Regions from separate parts of the Zea mays genome. Here region 2 is linked to region 1. A link is a contact called in public Hi-C data. All regions are on one chromosome and are shown on one strand. The core of a region is the stretch at or near the end of the contact, and the rest is flanking DNA. Distances in the headings are between cores, read along the strand shown. Region 1 holds the start of LOC100501739. Region 2 holds the start of LOC100283704 (lysM domain containing protein).

What was found. Hi-C and Micro-C count contacts between places; a contact is called where the count stands out from the background.
Region 2: a contact with region 1 is called in a Hi-C map of leaf, with 6 times the contacts expected there. The contact joins the promoter of LOC100283704 here to the promoter of LOC100501739 in region 1. A contact is called at or near these places in 2 of 25 Hi-C or Micro-C datasets (ear and leaf).

What each region holds. Positions count from the first base shown.
Region 1 is chr5:27,463,651-27,466,952 of Zm-B73-REFERENCE-NAM-5.0, forward strand. LOC100501739 reads left to right here and starts at 1,849. Exons shown (of 2, transcript NM_001362820.1): 1 at 1,849-3,212. The coding sequence starts at 1,956.
Region 2 is chr5:27,691,461-27,694,762 of Zm-B73-REFERENCE-NAM-5.0, forward strand. It overlaps LOC100283704 (lysM domain containing protein), which reads right to left and starts at 1,804. Exons shown (of 3, transcript NM_001156603.2): 1 at 1,307-1,804; 2 at 979-1,115. The coding sequence starts at 1,564.

The DNA of each region.
Region 1 (3,302 bases), core at 599-3,098:
ACAAGGGGAAGGCGACGTCCGACGTCACCTACAACCCGGATGACGGGCCCGAGGCGTACACCAACCCCGCCGTCCACAGCCACCTCAGTGAGTACACCACCATGGCCAAGGAGGTCCATGGGCCAGATTACGATCCGAGGACCGAGGACATCGACGGAGATGTCCTCATGAGGGTCGGAGGAGGCAAGAGGCATGGGCGGTACTGGATTGCCGACGGGGCAATCGACTCGTCCTCCATTCCCACTCTCTCTCAGGTGCGAGCAAGGAGTACGAGCGCGAGCCCAGCCATACGACCTCGGCAGGACAACTCACAGCATCGTATCCAGCAACTCCAGGTTATTCCTTATCTATTCATCGTTCATTGATTATTATATATCTTCTCTTTGCATTATCGTAACATTAGGGCGAAATATTACAGACTCAGCTAGATGATGAGAGGAGGCAACGTGAGGAGCTGGAGAAGAGGATGGCGGAGATGTTCGCGTACATGCAGAGCCTTGGCGCCGCACAGGGTCATGCTCCAACACCTTCGTTGTTCCCTGCCTCTGACCCTGCTGAGTTCACTACTCCTGTGAGTATCAAAATTTTATTACTGCATGATATATATTCATATGTTCTCACACATACAATCTCTTCTCTGTGCAGGGTCAATCGGCGGCGTCGAACAACCCTCACGCTTCGTCCAGCCCTTCGCCGAACCAGTCCAGATGCCCACCTCGTTGATGATCTATTTTGTGATGATCCAGACTTATATTTGTGAGTGTTGGTGATGTTAGTTAGACTTGGTCTTGTGAGATACTTGGTGATGTCAGTGATGATCCAGACTTATATCTGTTTTGTGATGATCCTGACTTATACTTGTGAGACTTATATTAGTGAGACTTTGTGATATATATGGTGTTGATGATAAATGTGTTTATTCTGTGATGCGATTGATATATAATGTGATGTGAATGATATATATCTTTTGTTTGTTTGGATGGAACAGCAAAAACAAATAAAAAAGGGATATCCTGGTCACTTTGCCGAGTGTAACACTCGGCAAAGGGTCACTTTGCCGAGTGCTATGACCTTGGCACTCGGCAAAGAAGGAAACCTGGGAACCGGTAAAGCCATCTTTGCCGAGTGCTGACCATGGCACTCCGCAAAGAAGGAAACATGGGAACAGGTAAAGCCATCTTTGCCGAGTGCTGTTGCCAAGGCACTCGACAAAGTGACTGGCAAAGGGGCCCACTGGAGGACTCTTTGCCGAGTGCCAGTCCACTCGGCATAGAGACTGGCGGTGGGGCCTACTGGACCCGTCTTTGCCGAGTGCCTTGGCAACAGACACTCGGCAAAGGATTCGTCACCGTCACTTGGCGCCGTGACGGTGACTTTTCTTTGCCGAGTGTCAAATGGCAGTGCCCGACAAAAAGTACTCGGCAAAGAGGCTGTTGTCGATGTACAGTTCGCCGAGCGTTATTTGCCGAGTGTTACACTCGGCAAAGCCTTTGCCGAATGTAAAATAGCCTTTGTCGAGTGTCTGCAACACTCGGCAAAGGAACTGTGTCCGGTAGTGTACGAGCATATGTGTCAGATATATAAATATATGTACTGTATATAAGATAGAATAATGCACCTACAGTCACGTATTAATTACTAGTGGTGACACTCAAACATCACACAATCAAGCTGTTTTCGACCCATGGACGTTACAATCACAGTAGTTACTTTCGTTCTCGAGGCTTTCGGCTCACCAAATCAAAACGGCCTGTATGTATGTTGTTGCCATCAAGCAACCACCGGTATGGCGGCAGCACAGTACCACTCTCGCGCCTATATATTGCAGCACCCTCAGGAACTCTCTCCAAGAGCTCGCAGTCTCGCACATCGTAGTCTTCGCAGAGCGCACACACAAACCAAGGCCAAGCCGCTGCTACCACCTTTCTTTGCCCAGCCCACGCCCAACGCCATCCATGAGCGCCATGGACACCGCCGTGTCGCAAAACGCCACGGTTGCTGCGGCGGCGACGGCGGCCGGTGTCGGCAGCGCCGGGCTGGCGGGCCTGCTCCCGGAGGTGCAGACAGTGGAGCTGCTGGTGGCCGTGTCCATCTTCGTTGCCATCCACTCGCTGCGGCAGCGGCGCACACAGGGCTTGCCCACGTGGCCGCTCGTCGGCATGCTCCCGTCCCTGCTTCTCGGCCTCCGCAGCGACATGTACGAGTGGATCACCGGCGTGCTCAAGGCGCGCGGGGGCACGTTCACGTTCCGCGGGCCGTGGCTCACCAACCTCCACTGCGTTGTCACCGCCGACCCGCGCAACCTGGAGCACCTCCTCAAGACCAGGTTCGGGAGCTTCCCCAAGGGCCCCTACTTCCGCGAAAACATGCGGGACCTCCTCGGCGACGGCATCTTCGGCGCCGACGACGAGGTGTGGAGGAGGCAGCGCAAGGCGGCCAGCCTCGAGTTCCACTCCGCCGAGTTCCGCGCGCTCACCGCCAGCTCGCTCGTCGAGCTCGTCCACCGCCGGCTGCTCCCCGTGCTGGCCGGCGCGGAGGCCGCGGCCGGCGCCGTGGACCTCCAGGACGTGCTCCTCCGCCTCACGTTCGACAACGTCTGCATGATCGCCTTCGGCGTCGACCCGGGCTGCCTCCGCCCGGGCCTCCCCGAGATCCCGTTCGCCCGCGCGTTCGAGGACGCCACCGAGGCGACCACCGTCCGCTTCGTCACGCCGACCGCGCTGTGGCGCGCGATGCGCGCGCTCGGCGTCGGGCACGAGCGCGTGCTCCGGCGCTCCCTGGCCGGCGTCGACGAGTTCGCGTACGACGTGATCCGCAGGCGCAAGGAGGAGCTCGCCGACGCCGCGGCCGCGGCCGGGCGCAGGTCGGACCTGCTCACCGTGTTCACCAGGATGCGCGACGAGGACGGGCGCCCGTACACGGACAAGTTCCTCCGCGACATCTGCGTGAACTTCATCCTGGCCGGCCGCGACACCTCGTCTGTGGCGCTCGCGTGGTTCTTCTGGCTGCTCGGCAAGAACCCCGGCGTGGAGGCCAAGATCCTGGAGGAGGTGGAGGGGATCGTCGCGGCGCGGAAGGGGGCTGGGGAGGTCGTCGAGGAGGAGGAGGAGCTCGTGTTCAGGCCCGAGGAGGTGAAGCGGATGGAGTACCTCCACGCCGCGCTCTCCGAGGCGCTCCGCCTCTACCCGTCCGTCCCCGTCGACCACAAGGAGGTACGTGATGCATGCACCACACGCAAGGGCGCAAGGCACCCCACACCCAAACCATGCATGTCAGGCCCCAAGTGTGTGAGTAGATGGCTC
Region 2 (3,302 bases), core at 554-3,053, 230 kb after region 1:
TACTGTCAGACCCAAAATATCAAGTTATATGCCCACTCAATTGATTAGCGGCATGTCACTAAAAGAAAATTGTGGCTACAGAAAGATCCAAGGACTTAAGATTCCTTCGGTTAAAGGGTGTAACGATTGCTGACAGCTCCAACACAAGGTTATTGTGCATATTTATTTTGTTAAAATCAATTTTTCCATAACAAATCAAATCAAACTTCAGTGTGTGGGGTTGGCAGGTAGCAAACAGGCCAAATCATCTGGATAGTACAGAATACCAAAACAACTCAAATAACTCTACAGGGACTGAAAAAACACTTCTAAAATATTAAATGTATACAAGGGAATAGCTGAAGAACAATTGCTGCTTGCATTGAACGCAGAAACAGGACACGACAAAAGCTAATTACTCTAGCTGCATGTTTAGATTGCAGCAAACATGGCAAGCCGTTTTTAAAATTTTATACATCTAGAGTAATGTATTACTACCACATCAATAATTCGAAACCTTTTGGGGCTTGCAAATATGGGAGGACTTCATAACTTATTTTCAGTTTAGCTTCTCTCTCCAATAACAGATCTCAAAGCAACCTCAATAATTGATGTGATAGGTGAACGTTCCCGTGATTGTAGACAGTTTTTTTTTTTTGCAACAACCATGCGGTTCAAACTTGAAATGGTAAGAAACATTTTGCATGAGACTATAAGGCTAAGCTCCCTTTTCGGTTGCTATTTCAAGTTGCATTACAGACTTCAGTTTGACGTCGCAATAGTTGAAGGCATGTATTCAGCAAAATTGCACTATTGTCCTAGCCTGACCTTGACCTTGACATGCATATCCTGATTGAACTTTCTATTGACTCTTAAATAACTAGTGGTTATCACTTCACACAAAAAAAATGCTTGATCAGAAACACACAACATGAGACACACTGGTAGCATGGTTATGTAGCATCATGCTGATGTACAGTACAATTTCAGTCTAGCTACCTGTCGTCACTCTCATATGAACCATTCTGCTGGTAAGACGACGGAGGGTGCCTCCCTGGGAGTGGAATCCGCAGTGTCTTGTGTGCAAACATCTGGAGATCAGTTGAGAGGCCGTTCAGCCTCTTAATGTCGGCTACCTACACAATCCGAGTACACCAACCATTCCAAAATCAGTTCACCAAAAATACAAAATAGAAAGGAGTTCCACGCAGAACAGCTACCAAGTTAAAGAATGGTGTTGTTGTATATACCATCTGATACTCCAACGTAATATTAAAACCAGAGACCCTACATAATACACAGCAGCACATCACTCCCGTCGCATTACCTCGACACCATACTTGATGGCGACGCCCGCTAGGGTGTCCAGCTTGCGCACCCGGTGTAGCATGTACTGCCCGCACGATGACATCGCCGCCGCCGGCGACGACGCCGACGGGGACGAGGACTGCGAGGGGGACTGTTCGACGGCTACGGTGGCCGCAGCGCCCACCTCCTCGATCTCGCCGAGGCCGCGGGCCCCGCCGTCCAAGGACCCATTGGTGCGCGGGAAGGCCGGGTCCTTGGGCAAATGGGGGCGGATCATGACATCCGGAAGCGCGGAGGGGGGAGATCTAAGCGCGGAGGGCGCAGATTCGGGGGCGGCGCCCCGTGGAATCGCCGTCGGTGCCGGCGGCTGGGGGTGCAGAATAGGAGATAGTGCGAGGAATCGACGAGGAGAGAGGAAGGGAAGGGTGGGAGGGGAGGGGAGGGGAGAGGGGAGCTCTCACAGGTTTGGTTCCTTTGACGCGGCTCGGGGAAGAAGGAAGAAGGGGACGCTAGAAACGTGGCGCACGGGAAGTACCATGCGCTTCGACGTTTTTAATTGCGTCGTCATAAATAAAATATTGAAAATGAATCTCGATTTCTATCTATTTGAAAAATGAAGGTTTTGCCCCATTGGTTTTGAAATGGTCTTTTTATCTTAAAGAAAACCACTGTACTACTAAACTGCACCGCAGCATTAGATAGTTTTTTTAAAAAAATAGTTATTATTTTGCATTTTTTGTTCTATTACGGTGAAGTTCCCCCTCTTTGTTCCAAACTACAAAAGTTTAGTGACTAAACTCACTTAGGACCTATTTGTTTCAGCTTATAGATTATATAATCTAGATTATAATCTAAATTATATAATCCAGATTATAATCTGGATATATTATAATCTATACGTAGTTGTTTGGTAGTTTAGATTATACAAATGTAGATTATTCACAAAGACAACAATACCCTTATTGTTTATTTGAGGTGAGAAAAGAAGGATGACATATATTGTGATTTCTATTTACATTACCATGGGTAGTGGGTCTTTTGCCAAAATAATCTCAAATAAGCTAGTCTTGAAAAGATTATGATAATCTGAAGTTTAGATTATATAATCTGAACTCATAATCTATGTGTTTGTTTAACTATTAGATTATTTGTGCTGGATTATATAATCTGGAGAGATTATAATCTGAAACAAACAGTGCCTTAGTCACTAAACTACAAATAGAGAGACTAAAGGCCTTCTAAAATTTAGTTCTTTAGTCACTAAAACAGTGAGTAAAGTAGCACTTTTACTGGATTTGCCCTTTCTTCACCCTCTCTCTCCTTACATTTTGCTTCTTGCCTTGAAGTAGGGGTAATACAGTCTTTGTGCATAGTAATTAATGATTTTAGTCACTTTTACGTGTGTACTTGAAATGAAACCACATTATGTCATATTGATCGATGTTCGTCAATATTAATAAAATAAAGCAAGTACTGGTCGCGCGGGCTAGCCCTACCACGCCAATCACCTAGCCGCTAATAAGGATTTAAATCTTGATTATTGGCTTCACATTCATATTCACCTAACCAATAACCACCTAACCAATAACCAATAGAACACACATTTTTGTCTTATTAAAATAAAGTCGACTTATATAGTAGAAACTGCAGCAATGCATGGCTGACTAGTAAAAATTTAAAATAGAGCGCTTGAGTAAGAAAAGGGCAATGTTAAACAAAACTTCTATATATTAATAGGATATTTGGTTTGAGCAATGCATGGCTGACTAGTAAAAATTTAAAATAGAGCGCTTGAGTAAGAAAAGGGCAATGTTAAACAAAACTTCTATATATTAATATGATATTTGGTTTGAGGAATGAACTAGTCCATCATCTTCTCACTTCTCACTATTTTTGTTTGGTTTATGGAATGAAATGAGTTTTCTCACTCCTCACTATTTTTGTTTGGTTTGTGGAATGGAATAAGTTGAACCATCACCACCTCATTCGTCATATTTAATTAGTTAGTACTAATA